Regions from separate parts of the Mus musculus genome. Here all the other regions are linked to region 2. The links are chromatin contacts, called in public promoter capture Hi-C maps. All regions are on one chromosome and are shown on one strand. Each heading gives the region's core, a stretch centred on a gene start, on an enhancer-like site or on the middle of the called end of the contact. The rest is flanking DNA. Distances are from core to core; before and after follow the strand shown.

Region 1 (3,211 bases), core at 383-2,882, 2.2 Mb before region 2:
TGCAGGAGTTTGAGGTCATCATGGGTCATATGAGAGACTTGCTCAGAAAGAACACCCCCCCCCCAAGGTGTCTGAGCTGTGTTAAATCCTCTCTGAGTCCACATGGTGAAGGGGAGAACTCCTGGATGATGTCTCTAACCCCCATCCCTGCACCATTGCACGTCTGCCTGTGCCCACCACATACCACACATAAATAAAAGTTGGAAACAACAAACAACAAAAATGAAGCAAGCAACCCCGCCTCCACCCTCACTGAAGAAGTTCTTTCTCATCTGCATAACTCCCTACCCCACACCCTCGGTTCACCTTCACAATGGATGCTGTCCTGTACCACTGCCCAGCTGAAACCCCCACCCTGTCCCTGGTGAGCTTCTCCATGCTCTATAGTATTTCTATACTATAGTGTTCTCTATAGTATTTCTATACTATAGTGTTCTCTATAGTATTTCTAGGGTATGCTATAGCTCACATAGCACATTACAGAGCTTTCTGACTTCTGTTTCCTCCTGATAAATGAACTCTGCTAGGTCAAAGCGTTTATCTCTGCTAACATGTATCACAGCCTGAAAGGGCCTGGCTATGTTCTCAATAAATATTTGTGAAATAACTGAAGTTTTAGAAACAGCATGGGCTGGAGGTGTGGTGCTGTATCCTGGCATTTGTAAAGCCCTGGGTTCCATACTTAACACTTCAATATGGTTTCTATTTTGCTTTTTTTTTTTAATTTTTAAAGTATAAAAGACACATGAATTCATAGTAGAAGAAAGTATGTCAAAATGTTAATGGTCATTTCTGCTGCTGATATTTTTTCCTTCTTTGTTTTTTCCTGTGGGTTTATTCCTGAAATCCTATATGAAATGGGTTATTTTGGGCAAGCATGGTGGCACACACCTATAATCCTAGCACTCAGGACTGAGGCGGTGACAGCACAAGTTCCAGACCAACTTGAACTTCATATAGAGACAAAAATAAAGGGGGTATTTTTGGAATGGCTCAGTGAGTAAAGGTGCCTGCCACCAAACCAGATGATGTGAATTTGCACTCCAGAGCCCATGTAATGATGGAAAGCCGAACCAATGTCTCAAGTTATCTTCTTTCTGACCTACAAAACACACACACACACACACACAGAGAGAGAGAGAGAGAGAGAGAGAGAGAGAGAGAGAGAGAGAGAGAAACAGATAGACAGAGAGAGACAGAGAGACAGAAAGTCAACGAATAATAAAATATGTAGATCGCAAAGCTCCACATTTCAAAAAGTATTATCTATCATGAGAAAACTGCTTCCTAAACCTCTTGTGAGCCTCCAGTACCCTGCACTCAATACCACACAGGGAACTGTTCTTGCTATGAATTTTGTAAATCTGGTTGGTTTTTTTCCCCCTATATAAAAAGCATCAGACATTGGAGAGGTATTGATGCAATATATGCAGTGCAAGGACATATATATGTAAAATATTGCTTTTATTTTGTGGTAAATAGTGCTGAAGGTAATAAATACCCACGCCTCGCCCATACGCTGCAACATCCCCAGGGAACACACCCACCTAGCAACCGGGAGTGGAGCTGAAGAGCAACGCTGCGCCTTTAATTCCGCCTTTAATTGGTGGGGGCAGTGCAGAGAGGTTCCGCTTTCCCATTCCCTCCGCACCTCCAGTGGCAGCTGTCACCTGTAAGCCGAGCGCCGCACAGGGGCATGGAGCCTGGCGCCCATTGGACAGGACCTCTCAGCAGCAACCTACCCCCCAGTCTGGGGGCCAGGCCTGGCGCAGGCGGAGGATAGGAGTCCCAGGTGCCCTTCGCCCGGAGACTTCTCAGCACGGCGGCGAGGGCGTGACTGCAGTCCAGTTTCGGAAATCAGAGTCCCAGGTGAGCCCGGCTGGGCGGCTGGGGCGACCCCGGAGTCGCAGACACCGAGAATGGCGCTGGCAGCCGCCGCCGCTGCCGCCGCTGCTGCCGCAGGGGTGAGCCAGGCGGCGGTGTTGGGCTTCCTGCGGGAGCACGGCGGGCAGGTGCGCAACTCCGAGCTGCTGAGCCGCTTCAAGCCGCTGCTGGACGCTGGGGACCCACGGGGCCGCGCGGCCCGTAGGGACCGCTTCAAGCAGTTCGTCAACAACGTGGCCGTGGTGAAGGAGCTGGATGGGGTCAAGTTCGTGGTGCTGAGAAAGAAGCCCCGGCCGCCGGAAGGACCCGAGGCCCCACTCCCCTCCAGCCCTGGAGTGCCAGCCGCGCTGGCCCAGTGCGCTGCTGTCCCAGCGGAGGACAACTGTGCCCCCGGGGCTCCCCACTCCCCACAGCGATCAGGAGAACCGCCGGAGGACTCGTCCGCACCATCCGAGCTACAGCACACCCCTGAGACCCTACCCTCAGAGGTCACCCAGGTTGAGGCGCCATCAGGCTCAGCGCCACAGCCCGGGGGGCCGGAGGATCCGGCGCTACCTCGGTCCTCGGAGCTAGCCCGACCCGCCAGCGTGCCGTCGGGGCTGGCCCTGACGAGCACAGAGTCGCCAGGCCCGGAGCCTGCACCTCCCACGGCGCAAGTGCCACCGCAGAAGCCTTGCATGCTGCCGGTGCGCTGCGTCGTTCCTGGCCCCGCGGCGCTGCGGATCCGCGCGGAGGAGCAGGGCCTGCGCCGGCAGCGCTCGGAGGAGCCGAGCCCACGGGGCTCCCCGATGCTCCTGCGGAGGCTTTCGGTAGAGGAGTCGGGTCTGGGACTCCACCTGGGACCCGGCCGTTCCCCGCATCTCAGGCGCCTGTCCCGCGCCGGTCCGCGCCTGCTGAGTCCGGACACGGAGGAGATGCCCGTCGCGCCGCTACCGTCACCCGCGGTGCCCCTGGAGCCCACGGAGCACGAGTGGCTGGTGCGCACGGCCAGCGGTCGTTGGAGTCACCAGCTGCACGGGTTGCTCTTGCGGGACCGCGGCCTGGCTGCCAAGCGCGACTTCATGTCCGGCTTCACCGCGCTACACTGGGCGGCCAAGAACGGCGACCGGGAGATGGCTTTACAGCTGGTGGAGGTGGCGCGGCGTGGAGGCGCGCCCGTGGACGTGAACGCGCGCTCTCACGGTGGCTACACGCCGCTGCACCTGGCGGCTCTGCACGGCCACGAGGATGCTGCTGTGCTGCTAGTGGTGCGCTTGGGTGCCCAAGTGCACGTCCGCGACTACAGCGGCCGGCGTGCCTACCAGTACCTACGGCCTGGCTCCTCCTA
Region 2 (3,266 bases), core at 319-2,818:
CAGCTTCTGATGACTCATCCTTGTGACTGGCCATTAGGGTTTCACAAGTCTTGGTTGCTTGCTTCAAGTTACCCCCTCCCCCTCCACTTCACATCGCTACAGCCAGTTTACCTCTCACAGGACAAATCTCAACTTCTCAAGTGACTAATATGCAAACCCACCTATCAGTGGGTCCTTGTCCCAATAGGCCCCGACTAACATTCCCCATCCCTCCTCTGATCTCTGGCCGAGTTCGGAAATACTTTGTTTTTAGGCAGGTGTGGTGACACGTGCCACCCTAGAGGCAGAGGCAGGTGGAGTTCTGAGAGACTTCAAGGACAGCCTGGTCTGCACAGCGAGACCTTGTTTCAAACAACCAACAAAGAAATATTTACTTAGGAGGCAAAGTAAAAGATTTCTGAGCTCATGAGAGCTTTCATACACAGGAAAGAAAAGCTACCTCAAAATATTACACTATCTCTAACACTTAAAAATCATGCTACAATCCTCTGTATCCTTTCAATAAAAGATACAATGGAACCCATATGTATACGCTCATACTAGAAATATTATTCTCCACCACGTTTTAGAAGTTTCAGTCTCCCATTTAAGTGGGGGTACAAGAGGCCCTCGGGTGCGTGTTCAAAATTAGGCCAAATATCTGCAGCTTTAACATTAGACCAGGTGACAATCGGTCCACTGGTTTAGAGGGTTGGCTACTTGAGCAACAGAGCTGTCACAATGTAAATGCAATGTTCGCTCTCTAATTCCATCACTCAGCTCTCTAATCCCATCACTCAGGAGGCAGAGGCAGGAGAATCTCCTGAGTTCGAGTCCTGCCTGGCCTACATAATGCCTGGGCAATCGGGGCGACCCAGATCTAGGGGGGGCTTGGGGTGGGGTGACCGCCTGGCATGAAGGACGAACCTTCCTTCCCAAGTGTGATCCTCGAAGCTGGAGGTGAACTCCAGCCGCTGCCTGGCTCGCCGCAGCGCCTGCCCTACCTCTTCCGGGCAGCTGGCCAGGGCCCTTAGAGCTGAACAACAGAGCGAATAGCGGACTTTGGAAAAGGCTCCGGTTATGCAAACGGCCGAGGCCACAGACAGGGGTGAGTAGGGGGTCGGGGTGACTTCGACTCTGGACGGCACTAGTACCGGGGATGCGTCCCGCCAAGGGTCTCCCCGCTGGTTCCTGCGATGGACGGCCGAGGCCTTGACAAGAGGTGAGCGAGGCCCAAGCTGCCGGACCGCACCGTCGGGCGAACCCGGGGCCTGCGGGCCTTGACTCGAGCGGCGAAACCGCGGCAGCTCGGGTGTTGTCGCCGCCGGCCGAGAGGCACCCCGCCAGCCCCGCGGACGCATCCTCCCGGTGCTGACGCCCAAAGCCCACTCTCTCCTCAGACACCTGGCTCCGCGCGACACTGCCCACCTCACCTCCGCAAAAGCAAGCGGCCTTTTGGCCGAGAAATGTCGCCAAACCGCCGTCGTTCCTCTCCAGCCGCTGCGACAGACACCGACAAAATGGCGTCCGCGCCGTCACCCTACAACCTCCTCAGGTGGCTCCAGCGCCACCTACGCCGAGCCAGCGCGCATGCGTCACGAAGCCTCGTGCCCGCCCACAGATCGTGCAAGGGGACGAGGGGTCTGTGACGTCAGGGACGGCGGGGCTTGATCAGCCACACTGCGGCTGCGCAGCGCTGGAGGCGCGGGTAGGACGAGGTTCTGTCCGCTTGTCAGGCTGAGGTTCTTTCTGTTCTTAGGTGAACCTGGAAGCCCGCCTTAAGTCTGCGGCGCGCGTCGGGCTCTCGAAGAGTTTTGCTGGGCGTGGCCACGCTGGGTAGGGCCAACCTCTGACCTTTTCCCATCAGCTTAAAGTGGGAAGCTCATCGCACTCCATCTACCAGTCGCCCCTCAACCTCAGCTCCAGGTAGAGCCACCAGAGCGCAGAGTCCCCGAATGCTCCCAGCTAGGGCAGCTCAGTGACCAGGATATGGCTGTCACCTGGCGCTTCCGCTCTAAACTGGATTTGGAGAAGTTTACCTGAATATGCCTCTAAAAACAAGCGTAGCAGGTGCTTACCCTTCTCTTTCTCTTTGCCTTCCTCTCTCTCTTCCTCCTCGCCTTCTCAGCCAGCAAATCGAAAGGAATGGGGAGGTTTGTCCTAAGACTTCTGACAGTATTCTTCCGGTTACAACCATGGCAGCCTCATGATTTTCTACTACAGTTACTCAACAAACGGGCATTTGTGGTCAGACTTTTTGGTTTTTTTTTCGAGACAGGGTTTCTCTGTGTAATCCTGGCTGTCCTGGAACTCACTCGGTAGACCAGGCTGGCCTTGAACTCAGAAACTCACCTGCCTCTTGCCTCCCAAGTGCTGGGATTAAAGGCGTGCACTATCACTGCCTGGCGACATAACAAATTCTTAATATATATCCTTTTTTAATTTCAGAGAACTGGGCTTTTGTGGTGCAGGCCTGTAATCCCAGCATTTAGGATTTAGAAACAGGAGGATCAGGAATTCTAGGTCATCCTGGGCCATATAGCAAGTTCAAGGCCAGTCTGAGCTACATGAGATCAAAACTCAAAAAACAAAACTGCTGAGAATCCAACACCATAATTACTGTCTAACCCAGTAGGGTTGAACTTCTTCTGGTCGTCCTATCTCTTATCTCCTTCCTCCAAGAGCTTGAAGCATAAATATGAGCTGTCATAACCAGATTAATTAAATACTCTATGCCAATCACTTTATAGACAGTCTTAGTAATCTAGACAACTCTAAGAGGTGATTCTTAGCTCCTTGCTTTAATGACAAATTTAACTCCTGAAAATACCATTCAAACTTTGCTAGCTTACGGTTTCATTGTCATACTTACTGCCTCCATTCATGCAACAAAGTAAAAAACAACTTACTTTTTTCTTAATCAGTTAGAGAAAAGTATTCTGAGTCCATCTTTTGGCAAGACCAAAAGGGTCTGTCTTGAAAAGGCTCGTTTCATGGTGATTTGTCTCTGAAGCTCCCATTATGAAACAATGAATCCCTTCACATTTAGCAAAGTTGATTAAAGGCCACACCATGAATGAGTCACAATGGATCTCTCAGGCATCCCATACTGCCCAAGATGGACAATATCCCAGTTTCCTCCAGGGTTCCTAACACTTCTGAAGAGAAAGTCAAACAGCACAGGAGTAACAAAGATTCAGTCAAACAATGTTGAAAGCATCCCAATTCCCAGTGCACTCTGCAGAGCATATGGAGTGGGCAGGAAGCATCTGAATTCATACCATTCA
Region 3 (3,043 bases), core at 447-2,946, 2.0 Mb before region 2:
TTAATTCAAATATGTATTAGACACAAATGACTGGGAAAACTAGTGAACTGTTTTAATGCAGAAATAGGATGAATTTAACTTAGGCACCAATTTAAAAAATGTTCTTTTTGAGTAGTTCAGGATCATTTGAGGGCAGTATCCCTTTTATACAGCACTGCAAGAATTCTGGGTAACTGACATTTAAGGTTATTTCAGAAACACTCAGTGTTATTGTTGCCTGATTGTGTTGCTTGGATGAGGGAGTGAGATGTTCTTTTGGCTGTGAACTCCTGGTGGAATTCAGGCAAGACTAATGACTTGTTTGGAGAAGTGTGCCTGAGTGACCCTTAAAAAATTTGAGATGGTATTTATTGTTGACCAGTGTTCAAGTATATCCTAGCTCACCCTTTTCTCCTGCTTGGAATTTTTCCTCTTTGTTTTTAATGAGTGTGAGGCCTCCCTCCTCCTCCTGTGTGCAAGAGAGGTGGGGTGGGTGGAGAGGGAGGGGAAGAGGGAGGGAGGGAGAGAGACAAAGACGGGGAGGCCAATATGTTTTAAAAATTTGTTAATCAAATGCTGTTTATAAGAGTTAAGGTGTGTGTGTTTTCAGACTCTGTTTTGCCTGCATGCTGTTCTTTTTTTTTTTTTTGAGACAGGGTACCCTGTGTAGCCCTGGCTGTCCTGGAACTCACTCTGTAGACCAGGCTGGCCTCGAACTCAGAAATCCACTTGCCTCTGCCTCCCAAGTGCTGTTTTTCTAATGTTAATTTTTTATGTGTACGGGTGCTTTGCCTGCATATATGTCTGGGCCACATGCATACTTTGTCTTTGGAGACCAGAAGGAGAACTCTGGCACTAGAATTAAAGACAGCAGGGCCGCATAGTGGGCGTTAGAAATTGAACCTGTGTCGTTTGGAAGGGTGCACTCAAGAGGCAGAAGCAGACAAATCTCTGAGTTCGAGGCCAGCCTGGTCTACAGAGGGAGTCCATGGACAGCCAGGACTCAGTTACACAGAGAAACCCTATCTTGAAAAACAAACAAAAAAAACAAAAAAAGAGAGAGAGAATGAGAATTGAGATAATGGCTCAGTAGGTATTGTGTTTGGTTAGAATTCCTGGTTTCAGTTTCTATCAACCTATAATAGGTTGATAGTCTTAGAAGTTCAAGATCAGGCTAGAGAGATGACTTGACAAGTAAAGTTGGTTACTGTCAAGCCTTGTATCTGAGGTCAGTCCCTAGGATTTCCATGGTAGAGGAAGAGAACCTCCATATGTGTGCTGTCTCTGTCTCTGTCTCTCTCCCTCCCTCTCTCTCTCTCTCTCTCTCTCTCTCTCACACACACACACACACACACACACACACACACACATACACACCACTCACTAAAAGGAAACACAAATTTTAGCTCCCTAGTTTGAGGTTGGCTTGGTTTTCATGAAACGTGGCTATCCTGAACGTGTCATTTCCTTGGCAGTAATCAAAGACAAGGATTTGTCGCTCTGGGTAGGGACAGGGAAAGCGTCACTTCATTTAATCTTCTGTCTGGGTAAATGTGATATCTCAAGTTAGGCAGCTGCTTGAATATGTACCATCAAATGAGGTTCAGGCCAGCCTGGGACACGGAAGATCCTATCTCTAAAATTCACACACCATACAGTGAAACACTTCACAGTGACCAGTTAGTAAACACTTAGTACATGCAGTGCTATGAAGCATCACTTGTGTATAATGGGAACAGTCATTACGTAGCTAAAGTCCTAGAGTCAGTCAGTCTGTTTGTCTGTCTGCCAGCAGTTCTCCTTTGGGTCTGGTTCAGATTTTATTTGCATTCTCTGCACATATCCTAGCAGTGGAACCATGCATGTATGTCATGTGTGTAGTGCATGATAGTTTTGAGGTTTATTCGTGAAGTGTTCACCAGTGCATCGTTACCTGTTCTGGCAAATGTGTGCATTCATAGTCAGTGTTTAGTGATGGTTTGAGAATTGAGGCAGGCAGATTTGAACAGAGATACTTCAATGTGTGTTTTTAGTTCTTTGAGGTGTGCACTTAGGAGTGTAATTAATTGTTCTCATGAGGTAGTGCTTAAAACCTTTCCTTGTGTGTGTAAGCCACTTTTTGGAGCACCATCTTCCCAGCCCCCATCTGGCTCTGTTCTTAAAGTAAGCTTGTCTGAGGAGGAGTTGAGTGTTCTTTGTGTTTTCCAGCTTTGCTTTTCTTGAGGAACTTTGCCTTTCTGGGATGTGACAGTCTCTGCTGGCTTGTTTGCTCTTAAAAACTTTGTGGTTACTTTCCCTATCTTAATTTTTGTTCATATATAATTTGTTTTCACTTCCTGGTTATTTTTTGTTGTTGTTGTTGTTGTTGTTGTTGTTTGTGGCTGTTGAGGTAAACTTCATATAAAAGAATCTACCATTTTAAATGTACACTTCAATGTTTTGTATGCATTCATAAGGTGGTTACTCTTGGCCACTGTCTAATTATAGAATGTTTTTGTTATCCCCTAAAAGAGACGGACGCTCCGTCCTGATAGCAGTCTTCAGGAGTTCCTTCTAGTCTCAGGGCAGAGACTCTGGATTTGTATATTCTTTTGTGCATTTTTTGTTGAAATGCGTATTTCTAGGTTCTTTATAGTTTTTCTGCTCCAGACCCTTTTACTTTTGTGACATAGTTGTCACTCTGTATACCTAGCTGGCTTGGAACTCACTGTGATGCAGGCGGCTCTTCACCTCCCCAGTCTTTCTCCCCAGTACTGGCATTACATCATGGCTGCTTCCTTGGGCTTTTTTTAAATCAGGGTTTGTAAGTCTGTGTAGCTCTGGCTGCTCTGTAGACCAGGCTTGACAGAGTTCCACCTGCCTCTGCCTTGGGAGTGCAGGGATTAAAGGTGTGTTGCCACCATTGCCTGAAGAACTTTTTTGCTTGCTTTTTTTTGGACACAGGTTATTTTGTTTGTTGACTTTGAACTCTTTTCCTTTCTGTGCTACTCTGGAGTGCTAGGGTTGAGGTTGAGAACCACCATATCCTGTTCTAAGTATAGTGGGATGGAGCGCAGGGCTTCAT

Evidence for each region. Promoter capture Hi-C pulls out the DNA fragments that hold promoters and counts their contacts.
Region 1: a contact with region 2 is called in a promoter capture Hi-C map of liver, with 2.3 times the contacts expected there. The contact joins the promoter of Sowaha here to the promoter of Clk4 in region 2. A contact is called at or near these places in 1 of 39 promoter capture datasets (liver) and 1 of 115 datasets of contacts at active chromatin or transcription factors (astrocytes).
Region 3: a contact with region 2 is called in a promoter capture Hi-C map of the C10 cell line, with 7 times the contacts expected there. The contact joins the enhancer-like site here to the promoter of Clk4 in region 2. A contact is called at or near these places in 2 of 39 promoter capture datasets (the C10 cell line and liver), 6 of 484 Hi-C or Micro-C datasets (CD4 T cells, CD8 T cells, Th1 cells and 3 more), 1 of 115 datasets of contacts at active chromatin or transcription factors (large pre-B cells) and 2 of 9 other capture datasets (adipose tissue and liver).

Annotation. Positions count from the first base shown.
Region 1 is chr11:53,478,616-53,481,826 of GRCm38.p6, reverse strand. Sowaha (sosondowah ankyrin repeat domain family member A) reads left to right here and starts at 1,632. Exons shown (of 1, transcript NM_183173.2): 1 at 1,632-3,211. The coding sequence starts at 1,920.
Region 2 is chr11:51,261,416-51,264,681 of GRCm38.p6, reverse strand. Clk4 (CDC like kinase 4) reads right to left here and starts at 1,568. Exons shown (of 13, transcript NM_007714.6): 1 at 1,413-1,568. BC049762 (cDNA sequence BC049762) reads left to right here and starts at 1,678. Exons shown (of 3, transcript NM_001382322.1): 1 at 1,678-2,049. The coding sequence starts at 2,025.
Region 3 is chr11:53,277,229-53,280,271 of GRCm38.p6, reverse strand. All of the region lies in intron 7 of Hspa4 (heat shock protein 4), which reads left to right. Among named protein-coding and RNA genes, the nearest start is that of Hspa4, 22 kb to the left of the region's middle. Within about 2 kb of position 1,696, at least 7 of the 459 cell types and tissues checked have an H3K27ac peak or open chromatin away from gene starts, as enhancers often do. A contact at or near this core is called in adipose tissue, where this site is marked.